Linked DNA regions of Columba livia: region 2 is linked to region 1. The links are chromatin contacts, called in public Hi-C maps. All regions are on one chromosome and are shown on one strand. The core of a region is the stretch at or near the end of the contact, and the rest is flanking DNA. Distances in the headings are between cores, read along the strand shown. Region 1 holds the start of ZIC5 (Zic family member 5). Region 2 overlaps PCCA (propionyl-CoA carboxylase subunit alpha).

What was found. Hi-C and Micro-C count contacts between places; a contact is called where the count stands out from the background.
Region 2: a contact with region 1 is called in a Hi-C map of crop, with 2.6 times the contacts expected there. The contact joins the enhancer-like site here to the promoter of ZIC5 in region 1. A contact is called at or near these places in 2 of 2 Hi-C or Micro-C datasets (crop and liver).

What each region holds. Positions count from the first base shown.
Region 1 is chr1:57,173,210-57,178,892 of bColLiv1.pat.W.v2, forward strand. ZIC5 (Zic family member 5) reads right to left here and starts at 2,147. Exons shown (of 4, transcript XM_065057684.1): 1 at 1,675-2,147; 2 at 1,595-1,673; 3 at 704-1,592. The coding sequence starts at 2,003.
Region 2 is chr1:57,305,512-57,311,194 of bColLiv1.pat.W.v2, forward strand. It overlaps PCCA (propionyl-CoA carboxylase subunit alpha), which reads left to right. Exons shown (of 24, transcript XM_065057776.1): 8 at 4,049-4,085. Among named protein-coding and RNA genes, the nearest start is that of PCCA, 82 kb to the left of the region's middle. Within about 2 kb of position 3,335, at least 2 of the 3 cell types and tissues checked have an H3K27ac peak away from gene starts, as active enhancers do.

The DNA.
Region 1 (5,683 bases), core at 897-3,396:
GGGGTAGCTCCGGTAGCGGGAGCAGCTAGGTAGCCCCGGCAGCCCCAAGCGCCGCGCCGCCGCCGCCCGCAGCGCAAGGGAACTGCGCCCCCAAGAGCCCCTGAGGCCCCATCTCCACCGGGCCAAGCGCCCCCCTGCCAGGCTCCGTCCTCGCCGGTAGAACCGGCAGGAAAAGCAGAACAACCGTCCTTCGCGGAGGGGGGCACCGCGCAGCTCTCCCCAGCAGCGGGGTGAGCCCTCCGGGGTGCCCCAGGCCCGGTCGGTGGGCGCTGAGCCGTGCGGGCGCGCATCCTCTCCTCGCTCTTCCGCAGGGCTTGCTGTTTATCTCCCCCTGGACACTGGGTTATTTATTAATCGTCGTATTTATCCACTGGTGCCGGGGTGTGGGGAGGTGGGTGGCGGAGGGGGTGGGGAGAGAGCTGCCCAAGATGTGGGGTGTAGGGGGGGTGGAGGAACACGTGTGTGCAGGGGAGAGGGGGCCGGGTGCATGTGCGCGGCTGTCTGTCTATGCGTGGCTGTCTGTGCGTGACTGTCTGTGCGTGGCCCGTGTGCTGCCGAATTACTTATTCATGAAAAAGTCACATGTTCGACGATGCGTAGGAGAGGAGGAAAAGAGGTGGAAATGTGAAAAAAAAAAAAAAAAAGGAAAGAAAAAGGAAGAAAAGGCTTACAGAGGAGTCTGGGGGGAGGGGGGAGCACCCACCTGTATGAGTCCGCTTGTGGATCTTGAGGTTTTCGGAGCGAGCGAAGACCTTCCCGCAGCCGGGGAAGGGGCAGGGGAAGGGCTTTTCTCCCGTGTGCACTCGGATGTGGTTGATGAGTTTGTATTTCGCTTTGAAGGGCTTGCCTTCGCGGGGACACTCCTCCCAGTAGCACACGTGGCTGCTCTGCTCGGGCCCGCCGACGTGCTCCACGGTGACATGGCTCACCAGCTCCTGCATCGTGCTGAAAGTTTTGGAGCAAGGCTTCCTAGCGCCCGGTGGCGGAGGAGGAGGCGGAGGAGGAGGCTCTCGGTCGATCCACTTGCAGATCAGCTCTTGCTTGATGGGCTGCCGCATGTACCGCAAGAAAGCTCCGGCCGCGGCCGCCGCCGCCCCGACGTGGGCATGGTGGTGGTGGTGATGATGGTGGTGGTGGTGGGGGTGGTGCGGGTGCCCGTGGCCGGCCGCCGCCGCCGCTGCCAGGTTGAGGTTGACGGAGCCGTAACCTTGCAACGCCGAGGAGGAGGCGGCGGCGGCAGCGGCCCCGTAGTGCGCCTCGGCGCGTCCGTAGAGCTCCCCGGCGGCGGCCGCCATCCCCAAGCGCATCTGCCCGTTGAGCGGCGGATGGCGGCCGGGGGGCGCGCCCTGCTCGCCTGGCGGCGGCGGCGGGAATGCGGCGTGCGTCCCGTCGGCCGTCCCGTAAGTGCCGGCGGCCGAGATGAAGACGCCGTGGGGCGGCGGGTGCGGGAGGTGGGGGGAGCTGGCGGGCGGGTGCTGTTCACCCAGCGCCCCATGCACGGCGGCGGCGGCGGCGGGCAGCTCCCGCCGCAGGAGGAAGTCCCGGCCTGCCGCCCCCCCCGACGGGTAGCCCGGGAGGGCGGCTGCGGGCGGCGCGTAGGCGGCGGCGGTGGTGGCGGCGGCGGCGGTGGCGGCGGCAGCGGCGGCGGTGGTGGTGGCGGCGGGCGCGGCGAAGGCAGCGGCTGCGGCGGTGAGCGCCTCGGGCGTGAGCTTGAGGGCGGCGGGCTGCGCCATGTGCTCGGGTCCGAGCGGCGTGAGGGCGCCGCCAGGGTCGCCACCCGCGTCCCCGGGGTGGAGGTGGGCCGCGTGGTGGGGGTGGACGTGGTGGTTCCCCAGCCCCGGGAAGCCTGTCATGTTCTGGTGAGGATGGGGCTGAGCCGCTGCCAAATCCGCTAATCTCAGTGTCGGGTTCCTCTTGCTCAAAGGGGGCTCCATAACGACACAGCCAAGCCCATCTACGCTCGCTGTTGTTATTTTTTTCCCTCTACCCGCCTTCAAAAACATGTATATATTAAGCGGCTCTTTAACTTCTTTTGTCTGCGCTCCTAACTCCGCGCATCCCCGGCCCCGCTCTGGCCGCCCGCGATTGGCAGAGCCCTCACCACACTTCAGCGGCGCGGTGGGAAATACGGCTTGGACACGGCACCGGAGGGATTGGACGGATCCCGATGATTGGCAGCGGCTGGGGCGCCGCGATTGGCTTCCTTTCAGGCCGCCGGCGCAGCAGGGATCCGCCCCCGCAGCCCCCCACATCCCCCCTCCCGTCCGCGCCGCCCCCCGAAGTTGCACTTGCAAAACTTCGCGCGGGGCCCGACGGGGCGCACCCGCTACCCACCCCCCCCCCGCCGGCAGCGGGCAGCAGCGGGCAGCAGCTGCCGCTCCCCCGGCGCTGGACGGGGCACCCTGCTCGGAGCCGCTGCGCCGCCGTGTTTACGTTTGCGGGGCTGCGGGATTTCTCTCTATGGCTGGGAGCAGCCCACGAGCAGGGCTGCTGCCGGGCTCAGCGCTCGGCTTCCTTTTTTTTTTGGCCATCATTCATTCAGCGATGAGGCAGGAAAGCACGCCCTGATGCAACGCACACACCCCCACACCCACGCGAGGCCGAGGCTGTGTGTACTCGTGCCTAAGGTGGGCAACTGAAGGCAATACTAGGGGAAGGCAGCCAATGTTTTCGTAAAAAGAAGGCGGCAGCGGGGGAGGCAGGGGGGATTCCTTTACTTCAGAAAATTAGTAAGCAGCCTCGGGAAAGCTGCAGCACATATTATTAGGAAGAAGTTTGGGAAGCTCGCATTCACCACCTGCTTTTGGGGCTTCCTCCTCCCGAGGTGCCCCGCAGGCCCTTCCCAGGACGCCCGGTCGGGACAGCCGGCCCATGCCTCTCGGGGGGCCATCAGCCGTACCCCAGGCAGCTGTCTCCATCTCAAACCTAATTCGACAATGGCAAAATAAGGATGAAATCGCTCCAGTTACACAGACCCTCGACGCTTTTGGGATGCCAGGGATGGAGGGGGGCCGTAAGGTTGGAAATGAGAGAGTCTCCATCTGGGGGATGTCTGCCAGGAGCTGCTGCCTTCGAGGGAGAAAGCAGGGAAAGTGGGGGGTACACTAAGGGGGGGCGGGGGGGGGAGGGTGATGTGAGCGTCCCTGGGATGCGGAGTGTGTTGGTCCTCGAAAGTGAAGTGCTTTGTGAAGCGTCAAAACTGCCTCTTCTGCACAAAGGAGGATGCTGGCGTTTGGGGACGCCGAAAAGGCAGGGCCGGGACTCTCCCTGCAGACCGAAGAGGGGGAAAGGAGCATTGCCCTGACTTTTCTCTGGAGCTGCGGGAGGAGACGTGGCCTTTATTGATATGTCATCTGCTTTCCTTAGGCTGCTGGTCCCCCTGGGAACGCCTGGCGCTCCCGCGCTCTTAAGAAACTGCAGGCAGGCTGCCTGCCCTTCCCAGTCAGCGGGGCAGCGAAGGACACTACTCCGCCACGCCGGGAGAGGAAACGGGGCGGGGGATGCCAGCGGACACCCCTCCACACACACCTCCTGGCCCTCCCCGACCAACTAATCCCCTTGACCAAAGCACATCTGCGTATCCTCGCCTCTGCCCTTTGCCGAGCCACGTTCAAAGGAAGCCCCTTGCTGGTTCGGCATTTCCTGGGCCAGGCTCCAACTCTCCCCTCCTCCCTCCCCTCGCTACTCACGTGAGGAAAACTCGCAGGATTTGGCCCGCTGCTTGCTAAAACTGGGGTAGGGACTGTAGAGCAGGAGCCGGCCCCGCGGGGAGTCCAGGCTTCCTCCCCCGCAAGGAGGACCGAGAGCCGCCTGTGTCCCCCCCCCCTCCCAGGAGCCGAACCGATGCTCCAGGCTCGCTTGGCTGGGGGGGGGGGGGGTGGTGTCAGTGATGCTGCAAGGCAAGGAACGAGAATAAATAATCCTCTGGTTTTAAAAGGGGCTGCTCGATGTTTTTATTGCACAGTAAAAACTTCTCCTCACAAACTAGCCTATACATGTATTTATATACGTATATTTTATATACTCGCATATAAACAATGTTCCCCGCGCTTCCCAAATTCCGGGCGGGTTTCTGGACCGGTGTTGCTATATGTAATGGTTTCATGGGGGATGCTATGGAGGTGAACGACAGCATCGAGGCTACACGGTACCTTGCGCACGCCTCCTCGTCCCGCTCTTGTTAAACGCAGCGTGATACGTATCTGTCATCGATTTAATATGTCTTAATTCAAATATATCCCCCCGATCAATTTCTTTTTATGAGGGGCTATAAAACAAAGAAAATATTTTATAGCTGGGTAATAGGCAACTGACCTGAGACTGTGGGGAGAGAGGGTTTGGCCGACACTTACGTGGAAATTCGCCTACTTTTAGGACGCCACGAAGCGAAGGTGACTGCCCGGGCCGGGTTGCTTTTTGAACGGTGCCAGCTCCAAGAAAGCCGCGAAGATTTTAGAACTCATTAGCTCATCGACCCCAGCTCAGGCCCAGGCTGCCGCAGCGCTGGGGGGCTGCGACGGAGGGAGGCGGGTGGTGCCTCTCTCCCCCGCCACAAACCACCAGCATCGCCCGTCGGGGGTCGGCCCTGCGCCCCGCTCCTGCGGCGGAGCCGGCTGCAGAGCCCTCCCGCCGTGCCCCGCTGGCCGGCAAACGCGCCAAGGGACACCGGGGGAGGCGGGGTAAAAGCCTGGAAGCCCTCAGATATATTTCGTAAATGTTCCTTCAGAAACCGAACTCGGGCTATCGGCTTTAGGGGATGTTTTTAGCTGTAGAATGTTGTGCTGTAGGATGCATTATGTAAATGTATGCTAATGATCATGAACACCATTTGCAAACAACGGTTTTTAATGTACGTCTTATTGATAGTTAGGGAGCGGAGAGCAATATTTTATAATGTGTAAAACATTCTTCTAGGGAACCATTAGAAAGTGAGCGCGGTTACCGTTTTCCTCTGCAACACCTCCGGATTTCCCCAAATCTGCTGAAATAGCTCACCAGCCGCCTGACCCGTCGCGGGTGGCTTTCGTCGCTCGTGGGGCTGACTTGCTTCGTGGGGGAGCCTGTGGTGCGGTTCCCTCCACAGCCACGCGTGACCGGCGCTGGGTTCCGCCAGCAGCTGGCGGGAGCGTCCCGAGTCACATCCCCGCGATCGCCGAAACGGGCGGGGAGTAACCACGGTATATCCGTCGCCGCCCCGTCAGGGGAATAGCACGGAGGCAAAGGGATCCCGGGCGGGAGAGTGGGGGGGTTCAAGGCTGCCCGGAGGCACGAAAGGGAGAGCAGCGATTTGGCGGCTAGGCTTCCCTCCTCTCTGGAGGGGATCAGTGCATGGGTTATTTTATACCTCTAAAAAAAGTCTGTTGAGCTAAATAAACGCCCACTTCTCGTCGCCTCATGCACCCCAAGCTGGAGCCCGAGGGCCGGGACACGGCTCCGTGAGGGTGCAGGCACCGTGCCCGCCGTCGGGGCTGCCGAGACCGGGACCCGCTGCACATTTGGGACGAGGACTTACGGGCAAAAGTTTCGGAGCTGCGATTTTCAGAGCGCGTCTCGCCAGGGAAAGAGGGCTCCATCCCCGCACCTCCCTTCAGGGATTTGCTCAAATATGGACAAAATAAGGAAAAAATTTTCCACCCTTCCATCCCTGTATAGATATATATCTATGTGTATAGAGGGAGAGGAA
Region 2 (5,683 bases), core at 2,085-4,584, 130 kb after region 1:
AGTGGCTTCATCTTTGTCGAAGAGTCTAATAAAGCTGGAAGAAAACTGCATTCATGCCTCTGATGCCAGAAATTAAGGAAGATCAGTTGCATGTATTCTTTGTGGCCGAATAGTTAAAGCAAACGTAGAGTACCAGCTTCTAGTGCTTCATTATTCAGCTTGGGACTGCACTGAAAAATCTTTTTTACTTGCAGTAACAAAAGACTTGTTAGTGCTGCAGATACATAGGTCCTTCATGAATAAAGGCTGTTTTCCCCCTCTTATGTTGCTTATAACTTACACATAGTAGACACTGGAGTTGCTAGGCTTTTGTAATAACTTATTGGAGAAGTTGCATGCAGAAAAATGCCCAGCAAATAGAAATTTAAGAGAAGGAAGCCTTTCAACATTTTACTTAAGGACCTGGAAGGATAGAAGAGGAGGATGCTTGTTGTAACACACAGCTAAATATTTGCATATAGGTAAATGATGTAGTAAATATGAAACTGAGAATGGAAAGACATGGAGTGAGAGTGGAGAGGGGTAGATTGACAAACAGTATTTCTTCTCATCCCTGGTTCAGTTTCTCGGTTGTCTGGGCAAGAGTCTACCTATGTAAAGAGCCTGAGTCTTGGTGCTGTCAGCTAGAGCACCAACAAAGTATTAGAAAGTAGTTAATTTCAAAATCTGCAAGTACAATTAGTATCCTAAAACCTGATTGGGGCAGATAGTGGTAAACAGTCTTAGTTAAAAGAATGTGTTAATCCATGTGAGCAGTGTCTGAAGTTAGAGTGGAGATGTATTCTATGTAAATGAGTAAAGAGGAACAAGTGACAGGAAGAAAGTGGAGGCTGAGGAATGAGTACAAGATGTCATGGTGAAAAGCAGGCAAAGGAATGGCAAGGGAAGAAAGTGTGTGTGGTATGGTGTTCTTTTAAATATCGTTTCACCATGTATAGCGGGTTTGTTTTTATCGCCCATGGAACATTGTGGGTGTAAACCCAGAAGGTGAGTGTGTCTGGGTGTCTGAGTTTCACTGATGTCAGTAGACATGTTGAAGGTTTTCAGCAAGGCTATGAATGTATTGTATTTAAGTTTCAGGTACCTGTTTTGGCTGTAGTCTTGCACTGCACTGTTGAGACTGTTATTAAATGATCCCTATATTACTCTAGAGGTTGTTGGAGACAAGACGTGAGCTGGAGCTTCTCTAAGCCCAACACCCTCAGCCTTGAAAACTATTATATAGCTCTTCATAATTAATACAGTGTCTTACAGCTCTAGGAGTCTCTTCAACAGCTTCATCTTGGCATTCCTCGACATCAGAATAGGTTCACTTTTTTGTCTCCACCTGCTGGTACCTGGCAGAGAGGCATGTATGTGAAGTTAGGAGATTAGAAATTCTGATGCTAGATTGAGTATTTATATCTTTAACTTAATGAAAACAGCCATTTGTGAAAACACTGACATCATTTTATAACTCATTATTTTTATGAGCTTGTACTATTACTTGGGCACTTTTATTTGTACAATAAAAGGTGGTGCTAAAGTTATGTATTTCTTTACAATCTGCTGTTTATTTTGGGAAAATGGTAGTGTATCTAGTGTGTTTTTGGAGGAAATAGCAGTAAAACATTGAGGACTTGGGCTTTTAAAAAATAATTCAAAATCCTTTTAGTACCAATGTACTTTCCTATATTTTGCACATATAAACTTGTATTATGCAGTCTCTATAGCATTATGGTTTTTTTGCCTCCCTATGGCAAATGTTGTGTATCTATCATAAGTTCTTTGCACTAAAAATCTAAAATAACTGTCCTACCTTTTTTATGAGTGCTTGAACTGCTGCTGTATTTATGGAAGCTGCAAGTGATCCTAAAAAACATAGTTTCTTAGGGAAAAAGATCAAAAGACTTACCAAAATTCAATGTCATTTGTTTATTTGTTGAGTGGTTTTTTTTTTTCTTTAAAGTTCAGCATTTTTTTAAATTTCAGAAATGTTCTTTGAAGGCTAAAGAATTTGAATGGGGTTTTTTTGTATCTTTAGAGTTTGGGTTCTAAGACATTAGAACTGTAAAAGAAACAGATGTTAAAATAGTGTAAATTAATAACTGTGCTGGGCAGATGACTTGAGTCTATTCAAGCCAGAACTGAGACAATTAGAGCTGCTGACACAATACCGCTTATTATTTCAAGTTGTATGCGTGTGTAAAAATACAGTGGCAGGGAAAAGTTCCTCTGTAATGATTTGCAGCTTGTCTTCCAGTGGGCTGCGACGTATCAGCCACTTGTTTGCAGGTAACTAAGTGGAAAAAAAAATCACCCTGTTTGCTTCCCCCCTCTTAACTCTATTTTGCAAATATATGAGTAAATTTGCAAGAGAAAAGAAATGTAAAAGTTTCCTTCTCCACTATAATCGTGGCTCTTCATCAGTCATCACTCTTCCTGCATTTTGTTCAAGAGGCTCTAATTGTCTGCATTTGGCAGGTTTAACACTTCCTGACAGAGAGGCTATTAAGGGGAAGTATTCTCGCATAACTGTCACAGGCAGGAACAAAGAACCTTCAAACTCAATGTGTGGAAACCACTAACATTCTTAAATGACCCTTTTCATGCATTTTATCCCTTTAAGCTAAAATTTGGAGGGTGCAGGGTCATGGAAAGCAGCAAGGTGTAATAAAACAGTAAACCCTGATTTTTTTTTTTTTCCCCCTCTTTTTTTGGGAAGGGTGCAAGGCTTTTTCCTAGATTTCTCTTGACTTAAAAACAATTGTTATTTGGAAAAATCTCATTAACAGATGTGACTGGAGTAAAAAGACTTAAAACTGATGTTGTTTTCAGGACTGCTTTGAACTTAACAAGCACCGATTTGTGGAGCAGACTAGCTAATGAAAGGAAATTAAATTTTCTGACAACTTCCCCTGCCAGCCCCCTTATTCTTCATGGGGCTGTTACTAGGTACTGAAGACTTTTAAAGAGGATTTTGTTTTATTATCAGACATAAATGAACCAGGTATGAACATTTCTTATGTATTTTTTTTAAGTTCTGACCTGTGTGTTTTTAAAATGGATTGCCTTGAAAGCTTTAAAAATATCAGGTTTCATTTTAATGTTCATAAGTCAGCCCCCATAGTTTCAGACACACTTAGCAGCTGGTGGTTTCCAGACATTACTACCTTCCATACAAATGTTTTAATGCGTGTCCTGAAATAGTATAAATATTAGCAAATTTGGATGGAATTTTCAAACTTAACCCATGCCACTGTAACTTAACTCTTTTCCTTTCAAGTATTAGATGATGGAATTATATTGTTATCAATAGAAGAAACCACAATTAACTACTGCAGGAAAAGAGATTTCCTTAAGTAGTAAGCAATTAATAGTGGTGGGGGTCAGCTGAAGCAATAGGTGGCATCAACAAAGGAACTGTTCTAATTTTCATACACTAGTAATGTGTGGGACTCATTTTAGAGGGAAACAATTATGTGATTTTTTTTTCTCATTTCAGATGTGGTTTAAAGTGATGCATTTAAGGTTTATTCTGTCTTTAGAATGAAATACTTACAAAAGTGAAATGCTTATATTCTTTCTTCTGTAGACCGAAAAAAAAGTCTTTAAAGTAGTTCTGCAAGTTTTCTGAACCAAACAATAGAGAATCAACTCCCCCTACTGACAACAACCAGGAAAACACAAGAAATACCTGTGAGGACAGAAACAAACTGGCAGTGGACAAACTTTAACGATCTGATTTATGATCCATTATTGACTGTAAACTTCTACATTCTAGCATTAAATTCCTACAACTGCAGAAAATCATTTTGCGATCTTGGTTGTGTTTCCTGTCAGCTGATTCCTCGTTGCTTTGAGTTTCTCAGTATACTAATGATGAGGTAGAATTTACATTCCACTTATGGTATTAATTTTACATTCCTCTGGCTGAAAAGGGTCAGAAGGTTGTAAAATCAAACATTAAATGAATCAGAGGAGACAGTAGTGCAATATATGACTGCCCTCAGGACACAGTGCAGTGGCTGATGGGATTAACGTTGGGTCTCATTTCCTGCTTTTACAGGATGCAGATGAAGCTGTCAGAATTGCAAGGGAAATTGGTAAGTTCTTAAATTAGCTATGGTGGGATTTGTGTGCCTCTCAGCAGACATGGTTGACTAAATTGAATGTGTAATAAGTAATCCCTATAGAACAAATAATGTTTTAATAGTTTTTAAGTTCCCTGTTGCCTATAGGGCTGGAAGAATCTAGACATTAACACCCTGTCTCTTAAATCATCACATTTTATCTTTACAAACTGGACTTCACAGAACAAGTGCAGCCACGGTTTGTGGAATGTGCATAATACGCAGTAATGAGTGGCTCACTAAAGGAGTTATTTCAAGGTATATCTGCAATTGGACACTATAGTCAGAAGTTAGGCATGGCACATTTCTCTTTATATGGAAGCTGACACCAGTGATGTTACAATCTTCATTCTTCATCACTGTGTAGACAGCAATTAGCTTGAATATCATCCAGACCACCAGGCTTTCTTCTGTGCTTTCTGGAATAAAGTTACTGTTCAGCTTCTGAATGTCTCACAGAATTGTGAAAAGAGCAACCAGCAAACTGTCTGGAACTCACTTTGATTAAGGTTAAGTGTAATATGTGTTTAATGAGTTTTGGCTTTTATTTACTAAAGCTTAATATTGGGGAAAATATTTAACCATATGTTTGAAATTACACATGTTCTTAAATGCTTTCTAGAAGAAGAATCCAATGCAGTAAGATTTTTCTTAAGGCTTTTTTGCATTTTAATTTTGAGACATTAGCCACAATAAGCTATTTAGGTTCATCACAGGTACGCAATTCAAAGGATGTATCTACATTTGAAGCTTCTCTTACTGTTCTAGCTACAAATACATCTCACCTGTGTCAAAAGCTATAGCTGTGCCTCACATGCCAAATAGAAATTGGGACTTGCACTGCTGCAGAAGACTTTACATCAGCATAACACCCTTCTACTTTCAGTTTAAGTTGGGGTTCGTACTCTGCACTGGTTAACTACCCTGTAACCCCTCAGTGTAGGTTTGGCTGGCTTTTAGGCTGGCGCAACTGAAGTCAGTGTTTCTGTGCATCAACCTGTATGTCCCTCTTGGGGTAGCAAGTGATTACTGATCACTGTCCTGGGAGCAGAAAAAAAGTGAATAGTTTATCAACCAAACTGGAACATTTAGAGAACTGCAAATAAAACTGGTTTTAGTCCTTAAAAAGGTATACATAGTATTATGATGTTATTGCAGTTCAGTTACACTTCAATAGTCTTTTTTTGTTCTTGCTTTTTAAAGATTTCCTGCAAGTGTTTTTAAAGCAGTTTTGACTAATAAGTTGGAAGGCATACCCTTTAAAATGTATTCTTGATTTTCTTCTGAGCTCTTCTGGTGTTCTGTTGACTAGTTCCTGTCTTTGATATCAGTAGCAGTCAAGGCAGTCTTAAATCTGTAGATATTAAAGTCAATTACAGGCAGCTGGGTGGTGCTTTATCTAGATGGTAAATTCTTAAACTATTTTGGTACAAAAAAAGATTTGTACTATGAGGTACTGAAAGAAGAATGTCCTTTCTAGCCTTTTCTCCACCCATGTTTTGACCAATTGATCAGTTTGGTTAAGCTTTTGTCTAATTGTGACCACTGATCAGAGTAAAACACAATGATTT